Regions from separate parts of the Mus musculus genome. Here region 2 is linked to region 1. Evidence: chromatin contacts called from public Hi-C data. All regions are on one chromosome and are shown on one strand. The core of a region is the stretch at or near the end of the contact, and the rest is flanking DNA. Distances in the headings are between cores, read along the strand shown. Region 1 has its middle 24 kb from the start of Gm33781. Region 2 overlaps Chst11 (carbohydrate sulfotransferase 11).

Region 1 (5,173 bases), core at 1,769-4,268:
TCCACAACACACTACTCTACTGAGCTGTGCCACGTGGATAGTTTCAAATAAACAACTTCACCAGGTGTGGTGGTTTGAATAGGGTTAGCCCCCATAGACTCCCGTGTTTGACTGCTTGGCCCATAGCAGAGTTGGCACTATTGGGAGGTGTGGCCTTACTGGAAGAGGTGTGGCCTTGTTGGAAGTGCGTCACTATGTGGGTGGGCTTTGAGACTCCTATGGTCAGGCTCCTCTCAGTGTGGAAGAGCGCCTCCTAGCTGCCTACAGAAGAGAATCTCCTGAAGGATCAAGGTGTAGAACTCGCAGCTGCCAGCACACCGCCATGCTTCCTGCCATGATGATAACGAATTGACCCTCTGAAACTTTAAGCCAGCCCCAATAAAATGCTTTCAGTTCTAAGAGTTTCCTTGGTCATGGTGTCTGTTCACAGATAAAACCCTAAGACACCAGGCCAGCATAGTTCTGGAGTCTTGTGCCCCCAACCCTTAAAGGCTGAGCTTCAAGGAGCTGTTTATTCATCTAGGAAATCCACATCTCTTTCACTTGTGGGGAAAATAAAGCTAACGATCTTTGTTGTTGTTGTTGTTTTTATCGTGTCTTGTTTTTTTGAAACAGGGGTTTCTCTGTGTATCCCTAGCTGTCCTAGAACTAGCTCTATAAACCAGACTGGCCTCAAAATTGAACTCAGAGATCCTTCTGCCTCTGCCTGGAGTGCTGGGATTAAAGGCATTGGCCACTGCCACTGATGCCACTGCCACCCAGCTGAGGATCCTTTTGTATTCCAACCTCCCTGTGAATCTGATGTTCTACAGGGTTCCCGAGACATGTGAGTCAGAAAGACAGGCGGATCACCACCATCTTTGTAGTTACCTTAATTATTGCTCTGATTCTACTTTATTATTATTTTTTTTTTTAATTATTACTCTGACTCTACCAAACCCACCTATTCGGCCCTTCTTATTGCACACCCCACCCCACCCCCACCCCGCTGCCGCCCATGCCCATGAAAATTCCCCTTTCTCCACAACCCAGACAGGTGTTAGAACAACACCGTTTGTGCCAAACGATGCAGGGGTAACAGGGAATTCTGGATTCTTCAAGACCTGGTTGTAATCCCACAACAGAATCTTTGAAGAGTTACTTTATTTACATTGCTTTATTTTATTTTATTTTGGCTCCCTGGGTTGTCAGCTTTAGAAACTTCAGCCACAGTGAATTAAGAAACAGAAACAGTTCCGTCAGTGAAGCATGGGGACTAGAGTATTGAGTCTCAGTACCCACACATGAAATGAGGACTAGAGTATTGAGTCTCAGTACCCACACATGAAATGAGGACTAGAGTATTGAGTCTCAGTACCCACACATGAAATGGGGACTAGAGTATTGAGTCTCAGTACCCACACATGAAATGGGGACTAGAGTATTGAGTCTCAGTACCCACACATGAAATGGGGACTAGAGTATTGAGTCTCAGTACCCACACATGAAATGAGGACTAGAGTATTGAGTCTCAGTACCCACACATGAAATGGGGACTAGAGTATTGAGTCTCAGTACCCACACATGAAATGAGGACTAGAGTATTGAGTCTCAGTACCCACACATGAAATGGGGACTAGAGTATTGAGTCTCAGTACCCACACATGAAACATGCAGATGAAAATACCAGGGGCAGGGGGAGATGCAAAACAACTGGGACAGGTGTAGTCTTTTCTTAGGTTAAGTTTGAGACAGAGGCTTCATATGCAGTCAGTCTGCCCTCAAAACTCTCAGTTCTCCTGCACCGGCCTCTGAGAGCTGGGATTACAGATGTTACCACTCTGCCTGAATGTATGACCATGTCTTGTTTAAGGTTTTGAGATCAAGGAGTCTGGAGGGCAGGATGGAAGCTCGTCACACCAGGCTTCCACCTTAGAACGGAAGCTTCCACTGTAGCTGCATTGTGCAGATATGGTGTTATGGGGGGTTTTACAGAAGGAGACCCTTCTTGTGCAGCTGGGCTCCCAGCTCTCTTCTCCAGTGTCCTCCATATTTGTCTCTTTCCAGAGCTTCCCTGACCTTATCTTTCCTAGTCAGCCAGTGGTCTGCTTACAGCATCCTTGACCTTGGGAGTTCTATTGCTGTCAGAGGGCCATTGAAACAGTGCCACAAGCCACATGACTTAAAGCAACAGAGATTCCAAGGCTGGATCCCAAAACCAAGGCTGTTGGCAGGACTGGTTCCTTCTGGAGGATCCAAGTGGGGCAAGGACTGATGCATGCTCTTCTCCCAGATTTTGAGCTCCTGGCCATGCTGGACTTTGCTTGGTTGCATCCCTCCATCTGCTTCCATGGTCATGTGACCTTCTTCATGTCTGCTGCTGTGTCCTCAGCCATACTGTCAAATACATGGTGCTCAGTGGACCCACCCCAACCCCAACTGACATCGCTGTAATTAATATGAGCAAAGACTTTATTCTCTCTCTGTGTGTCTGTCTGTCTCTGTCTCTGTGTCTGTGTGTGTCTGTCTGTCTGTCTCTCTCTCTCCCTCCCTCTCTTTAGTTTTTTAAGACAGGGTTTCTCTATGTAGCCTCTCCTGGAACTCAGAGAGATCCACCTGCCTCTGCCTCCCAAGTGCTGGGATTAAAGGTATGCTCCACCACTGATCTCATTTTCAATTAAAATTAGACTCTGTGGTCCCAGGTGGGCATGAATTTGAAGGGACATGATAATCTATGATGTTACCAGAGTTGTTAGGGTCAGAGCCTGGCCCTGGTAACCCTGCCAAGTCTGGTTCGGACAATAGCCAATTCAACAAACACGAAAATAGCAAGATGTCAAAGAAAAGAGATTTACTCAATGTGGCCTCACTGGGAAAAGGTCTCCAGTCCTAGCTCTATCTTCTGGGTCCTAACATAAGGTCAGGGTTTAAATAGAGGGCAAAAGACAGGAATAACTAAGTAGTCAAATTGCCACACACCCTAGTACATTCACAGTCTGGGCTCTAATCTCTCCTGCAAGGCAGCCTAATGAGTCAGAACTGTGTGGTCCCTTTTGAGAGAAAAGTTCTCCCTCTGCCTGGCAAAGGACCCAGCCTATTCCTTTTCCCAGAAAGAGTTTCTGGGGGAAAATTCTACTTCCTGTTTCAATACTCTGATCGCAAAGGGAGGGGTATGGTGCCTCTTTCAAACAGCTTCATTTCTGTCTCCGTGGTTGCCAAGACAGTGAGAAGTCTGACGTCACAGGCCTGAGAGGATGACCAGCAGGGTCAGGCAAGAGTGTAGCAAGTGACCTAGGTCATTCAGGCAGCTTGGCTTCAACAACAAGCAGTGCCAGAGAAGACACTGACCAATGCTGTGTGCAGCAGGCAGCAAACCCGTGTGCTACGTAAGAAGAAATGGGGAAGAAGGACTCTTTGAGGTTCCTTCCAAGCCCACAGCTCTCAGGTGGCCCCTAGGTCCTAGGAGGAGCTGAGAGTTCTACATCTTGATACACAGGCAGCAAAGCAAGATTGAAAACCAGCTGGGCAAGCCTCAAGCTTTGAATCTCCACGTCTGACGTCAAAACTCTTCAGATCACCAACTGTTTTCTGCTTTGTTGATGACAACAGGCTTCTTCCTCATGGGCTGGCTCTACTCCCTGTTAGCAGCTCTCTTTGGCAGACATCCCACAGATCTGACATCTCCAGCATCTTAGGGTCTCCAAGGAAACCCAGGCTTCACCTTCACAGCTTCACAAAGTGACCTTTCCGGGCCTCCATTGCAGAGCCACCCCTGCTACATGCCTGGCCTCTGACTTTCCTTAGTTATGGAGGGAGGACTTCATAGCCCTTTTCTTCTATCCTTGACTCGAAAGCTAGAACCACATGGCCGAAGCTGCCAGGTTCTGTTGCTTGTTGGGGCTGGAACATGGCCCTCTGTATTAGTCAGGGTTCTCTAGAGTCACAGAACTTACGGATAGTCTCTATATAGTAAAAGAATTTATTGATGACTTACAGTCGGCAGCCCAATTGAACCATTGTTGGGTTGGTTCAATCGCAGCTGTGAATGGAAGTCCAAGGATCTAGCAGTTACTCAGTCTCACACAGCAAGCAGGCGAAGGAGCAAGAGCTAGAGCTAGACTCCCTTCTTCCAATGTCCTTATTTTGTCTCCAGCAGAAGGTGTAGCCCAGATTAAAGGTGTGTTCCTTGAACTCGGAGATTTAATCTTCTGGAATCCATAGACACTAAGGCTCAAGATCTCCATACCAAGATCCAGATCAGAAACTTCTATCTCCAAGCCTCCAGATAAGGGTCACTGGTGAGCCTTCCAATTCTGGATTGTATTTCATTCCAGATATGGTCAAGTTGACAACCAGGAATAGCCACTACACCCTCCTATTTAATTATATTTTCAATAGCTTTAGACCAGACTGGGCTTGAACTCAGAGCTCTGCAGGCCTGTTTCCTGAGTACTGGGATTAAAGGCATGTATGTACCTTCAAGCCTGGACCTGAGCTTTTCTTAAAATTCCCTTTCATAAGATGGAAACTTAGCTGGATGGGTACTTTTCTGAGGTCACCACTTCCTTAATTCCATTTAATATCTTTAATCTGTTTATCTCCTTGAACAATGGATTTAGATTTATTGTACTTCCTGGTACTCTTTAACTCTTGAATAAAGTGGAAATTTCTGTTTGTGTCATGTGATGCAGACTCCTGTGATGTTTTACTGAGGCTAGACCCAAGAGAGAATGCTTGATGTTTGGAGAGGGTATCAGTAGGACACCAACTCTTCCTTGGTTTCTTGTCTTTCCTGATCTTCACTGAGAGAGGCACAGCAGAAAACTCCAGGCATAAATCCAGTTTCTGCTGGATCATGCCACCATTGCTAATTTGTGTTCAGTGACACTTTTAAACTGGACTGTTGTCATCCTGACAAACAGAGATTGGAATTGCCCCCAAAGAACTGCTTCTGAACAGGTCCACATCTCCTTGCCCTATTTACCATCTTTTCCCCCTACCTTTGGACAGTGGGCTAGAAGGGGGGTTGGAGCACTTGAGAATCCTTACTAAAGTAGGTTTTAAAAGAGTCAGCCTACACTAGACCCATACGTTTTGTATTTTTTCCTTGCTCCGCTTTCTTTATCTCATCAAAATGCTCTTCATAAGAGTGAACCACGGGTCAAGCCTATACTAGACTGTTTTGAGAATTCCT
Region 2 (5,292 bases), core at 2,400-4,899, 240 kb before region 1:
GAGGATACATTTCTGCTTTACTGTGCATGTAACCCAAACCAGTTCAGACCAGATCATCCCTTCTGTTCTTTGTATATAGATACACTGGGAATACACTTGAATAGAAAGTGACTAAATTTGCTTGTTACCTGGAGTGGCAAAAATCTGTGCTACTGTTCAGGGCTGTGAGCGCCTGGAACCTGATGCGAGGGGGGTGAGGAGGGTCTCCTGAGGTTGCTAGGTGCATTTTGGAGAGGAGTTAGTATATATAGCATATGCAAGTGAACTAGGTTGCAGTGTGTGTGTGTGTGTGTGTGTGTGTGTGTGTGTGTGTGTGTGTGTGTGCACGAGCACGTGCATGTGCATGCATAACCCAAAACCAAATGGGATTCCAAGCTAAACTCTCCTATACTTACGTCACCATTCAATTGTTGGCAGAGACTCACAGAGCCACTCATGAGCCTGGAATTCCCGAGCAGCCACGGTAAGATGGCAGGCAGAGACCCGAGGCTCTAAGAGCACATGTGACAGCTAGCATGGTGTGTGCACCAGTGAACAAAGAGAGACTCTTTCCAAGACAAGGTTGATGGCAAGGGTGACTCCTGAGGCAGACCTCGGACCTCCACATGTGCTCTGTGATACACGTGTGTCCAAATCCACCCACACACTTATATCCAAACACAACATGCACGCATGCGCGCGCGCGCGCGCGCGCACACACACACACACACACACTCACAGAGACAGACAGACAGACAGACATAATTTGGAAAAAGCCACATTGAAAGCAAACATTTTAAGATCCCTTGAGGCATTTGGGACGAGGGCAGAGTGGCTCTTCAGGGACCTTAAGGTCCACACCCAGAGCCCATTCTGGCATTGGACAGTTTGTTCTTTCTGTCTTCAGCTTGGTTCCAGGCAGTGGCTGTTTCTGACTTAACCCAAAAGGTAAAGGGCCTGACTAGGCCCGGCTCCTTCATGCCAATGGGAAAGATCCTGAGCCTTTGTCTTTTCTCCACCATGATGTACTATCACCTTAAAAATATTGCGGAAGAGCTGTGGGTGTGGCCTGGCCGCAGAGCACTTGGCCAGCATGCGCCTCATCCCTGGGTTCAATTCTAAATTTAGCCGTGGACTGTATGCCTGGTAGTTCCAGGAACTGGGCAAGAGGAGGTAGAAGGATCAGGAGCATAAGGTTATCTTCTGATACATAGCAAGCTCAAGCCCTGGGCTCCAGGAGAAAACAAACAAGAAGGAGGAGGAGGAGGAGGAGGAGGAGGAGGAGGAACAGCAGCAGTTCATTAATGCGGAGGTTATTTTTTATTTCCATATTTTGAATGAAGATGCTCCTTGTCTCCCTGGCACACCATACAGGAAGTATATACTTTGATTTCTTACTTGAATTTGGGTATAAACTAATTCTTCCTCTTTTTTTTTTTTTTTTTTTTGGTTTTGTTTTTCGAGACAGGGTTTCTCTGTGTAGCCCTGGCTGTCCTGGAACTCACTTTGTACACCAGGCTGGCCTCGAACTCAGAAATCCTCCTGCCTCTGCCTCCCGAGTGCTGGGATTAAAGGCGTGCGCCACCACGCCCGGCTTAATTCTTCCTCTCTTAAAAAAACCCTTTTTGTTTTATTTATCTGTGTGTCTATTATAAAATGTTCTTATTAAAAGACTGTTGGAAAGTCATACTTTGGGAAAATCTACCTCTTCTCAAGATGGGGCACTTTGCCCTTTTCCCTAATCATCTGTACCTGTCTCTTGGGGGCGAGGCCAGGAGGGAGGGCTTTGCCCACACAAGCCGCAGTCGCTGCACTTCCTGCAGTGTCCAGTTGAGGGCGCCAGTGACACCATCGGAATTTCCTACTGACTGACTGGCTGCAAACAAGCCATTCAGCACTTCTCTCAAGATGAAGCCAGGAAGGTCTTAGTCTGCTCGGCATCCCATGGACCTGCACAGTGGCCGTGAAGGGTCAGGGCTGGGTTAGATGGCGAAGTTACATTCAGTCTGCTTAGCGGGCCTCCTTTGAGGTGACTAAGCCCTGAGGTCTGGGCATGGTGTGAGCTCTTCTGCTGGTGGCAAAGACAGCCAGATGAGTGGACTCATCAGGAACCATACATGGTGTGTCTGAAAACAGAATCAAGGGCTGAGTAGGAGGACTCAGTCAAGTGCTTGCTAAGCAGGGATGAGGATGAAAGTTAGACCTCAACACTCATGTGAGAAAACAAAAACCAGGGCACAGAAGTGTGCACGCGTAATCCCAGCTCTGGGGCTGGCTAGCCTGCCAGCCTAGCTGAAACTGGTGAGCCCAGTGACTCTGTCCAAGATACAAGGTGGGTAGTATCTGAGGAATGATACTCAAAGCTGATCTCTGACGGACACACTCACACACTTACACACATATATACATACACTCATACACATACACACATATATACATTCACACACACACTCACATACTCACACTCTCACACATATACACACTCACACATACACACACATATTCACACTCATACACATACACCAATACACTCACACAATACACACATAGTACACACACTCACACACATAACTCACATATACATAGTCTCAAATACACTCACACACATACATACATAGTCACATACACATACTCTCTCACACATACATACATACAGTCACACATACACACATATTCACACACACACACACACAGAGACACAGTTTTTTAAGCAATGTAATACCATTTTGTTCAGGCTTAAGTTCAGTTCAGGGCAATCCTCCTGCCTCAGTGAGTGCTGGAATTCCGAGCTTGCCAGCCCGCCAAGTATCCCTTCCTTTTGTTTTACTGATAGCTGTTCTGTGTGGCTTTTCTGAGATTTGGGTTTTAGAAACAGCTTTCAAGTGGGATTTTGTGTGTGTGTGTGTGTGTGTGTGTGTGTGTGTGTGTGTGTGTGTGTATAAAAACATGGAAAAGTGTCCTGGCAACAAAGCTAGAAGATTCTGGGGTTTGGATAGCAAATGAGCGTGTACCTTAAGATCTGTATCTGGTGGTAATAAAGCCATCAAAGGGAATGGGGACTCTCAAGCTGGCTCCTGAGTCCATCTTTCCTTCTGGATCCCCCCCCCCCCCAGGTGGCCGTTCTCTTCCCATTTCTGTTATATCACGATGGACCCGAAAGCTCTCTTTTTTTTCTACACAATTCTATTACCTGAATCAGGAACCAAATAAATGTGCTTATCACTTAACCACCTCAAGTATTATGTTACAACAACAGAAAGCAGACCAAGACAATGCCCAGCTGTGGTGTTAACTATCAACTTGATGGAGATTTAGAGTCACCATGGGAACAAACCTCTCGGCATGTGAGAGGTGTTTTCAGACTGAGTTAATTGAGATGATACGGCCATTGTGGGCAGCATCATGCCCTGGGCTGGGATTCTGAACTGAATGAAAAGGAGAAAGTGAGCTGAGCACCAGCCTTCATCTTTGAAAGCCTCCTGGCTGTGGATGCGAGGTGACCAACTGCCACACCCTCCTCACCAAGACTTATGGATCTCTCACACCGTGAGCCAGAACAGGCTCATTCCTTAAGTTGTCCCAGTCACAGGAAGTGATGTGGCGCATCAGAGAGGAGCAGAGGTGAGTCTGCAGATCAGCTCTGTGGTTTCCTAGTTGCAGGAACGGACATCTGCTCAGAGGGAGACATGGTCTAGTGCCAGGGTGTAGGCTGTGAGGATTGGCTCTGCCACCACCCACGGGGGGGGGGGGCTTTATTTCCTCGCTCTTGACACAGAGGCAGGACCACACTAGCCAGAGAATCTTCCAGTGTGCGCAGAGACTTCTAGAGAAAAGCAGAATGAAGCAAAGTTTCCATTCACCCATTTAACAAGGAGGACCTGGCCACTGGGGGCAAGCAAGCTCCACCCTGGCCACTGAGGGGAAGGGGGCTTCACCCTGGCTGGATGACTAGCAGAGTCTCATCTCCACACTCACACACATGAGCAGATCACTTGCAGGCTGAAGGGCACAGCCCACCCCACTGCACTCCCCAGTCTTTCATTAATGAACCAAAAATAGTCCACACACAGAAAACAGATTCTGGCTTTTTTTTTTTCTTCTTCAATTTAATTGAAGTTACTTAGAAAAATAATCAGGCTTGAATGGCTTTTCCTGGAGGAACATTTCACGCATCTGTTGGCAACATAGAATTCAGCTTCTTTAACAGTATAGTAAGATACAGGGAGAGAATTCTACAACAGGCCCTCCTCGACTGCATACAAATATGTAAAAAACACACACTCCACAGAGATGTTAAATTCTATGTCCATATGCTTACTGAGCATGCTCAGAAGAGAATACGGATACCACCTTTTGTACCTGATGAGAGCAGATCAAAATCTGCCTGCTGCTGTCCAAGGGTTCAGCTGTTTCTAGAAGGTCCTGTTGTCTATTCAGAGGGGCTGTTTAGCTCTGCTGGGGGAAAGCTGGGGGGTGCTGGTGGGCAAAACCTGAGGGAGTGATGGAGTCAGTCCTGCTGACAAAGAGGTGGGCCAGGATGGGACATGGGTACCAGGAGTGCACAGGCTTGGGCAATTTGTGTATGTGTGTGTGCACATTTATGTGTGCATGTGTGTGTATGCATGTCTGTGCATGTGTGTCTATGTATACCCATGTGTGCATGTCTACTGTGCATGTGTGTATGCCTATCAATGTGTGCATGTATATGTATATATGCATGTCTATTGTGCATGTGTGTATATGTATACCCATGTGTGCATGTGTGTGTGCATGTCTATTGTGCATGTGTGTGTATACATGCCCATGTGTGTATGTATACGTATGGAGGAGGCCTGGGCAGAGGAAGAGAGTAGGAAAGCAAGCAAAATTCTCTGTGGTTTTGTCAGTTAAAGCAGGATAGTAATGCAATCATTATCACATGAGCTAAGAGTCCTAGGGGCTTATACAATGCTCAGGAGCATTCTTGGAGCATGGGCTAAACCTGTGTGCTCAGAAGGGCTGACCAAAGAGAAGTTTCTGGTTCCCATGTTCTCCTTGTGGCTGCAGAGAAAGCCTTACTCCCAGAACCAGGAAGAAAGGGTTGTCTGAGCCCCCCTCAATGGGCTGCCCTGATTCCCAGACCAGCTGAGAAAGGCACTGGGGCAGGGGGAGGCTATAGGGACTGCAGGCAGGGACCCCTGTGGCTCATAGTCTAAACTTTCTCGATAAATGAGTACACTAAGCAGGCATGTCCTTATCACTCTGCCTGTACCTAGTCCTAAAACACAGCTGCACCTTTGAACAGTGGCTCAGAGCTGGGACGCTGGCAGCTCC

What was found. Hi-C and Micro-C count contacts between places; a contact is called where the count stands out from the background.
Region 2: a Hi-C map of the G1E-ER4 cell line shows a contact between it and region 1, with 1.9 times the contacts expected there. The contact joins two enhancer-like sites. A contact is called at or near these places in 14 of 39 promoter capture datasets (the HPC-7 cell line, cranial neural crest, embryonic stem cells and 8 more), 2 of 15 datasets of contacts at CTCF or cohesin (the G1E-ER4 cell line and embryonic stem cells), 22 of 484 Hi-C or Micro-C datasets (CD8 T cells, the G1E-ER4 cell line, the HL-1 cell line and 7 more) and 5 of 115 datasets of contacts at active chromatin or transcription factors (embryonic basal ganglia, embryonic stem cells, fetal liver and 1 more).

What each region holds. Positions count from the first base shown.
Region 1 is chr10:82,956,531-82,961,703 of GRCm38.p6, reverse strand. No RefSeq gene overlaps it. Among named protein-coding and RNA genes, the nearest start is that of Gm33781, 24 kb to the right of the region's middle. Within about 2 kb of position 3,018, at least 78 of the 459 cell types and tissues checked have an H3K27ac peak or open chromatin away from gene starts, as enhancers often do. A contact at or near this core is called in the G1E-ER4 cell line and the HL-1 cell line, where this site is marked.
Region 2 is chr10:83,194,673-83,199,964 of GRCm38.p6, reverse strand. Chst11 (carbohydrate sulfotransferase 11) reads right to left here. Exons shown (of 3, transcript NM_021439.2): 3 at 4,065-5,292. Among named protein-coding and RNA genes, the nearest start is that of Slc41a2, 140 kb to the left of the region's middle. Within about 2 kb of position 3,649, at least 20 of the 459 cell types and tissues checked have an H3K27ac peak or open chromatin away from gene starts, as enhancers often do. A contact at or near this core is called in the G1E-ER4 cell line and the HL-1 cell line, where this site is marked.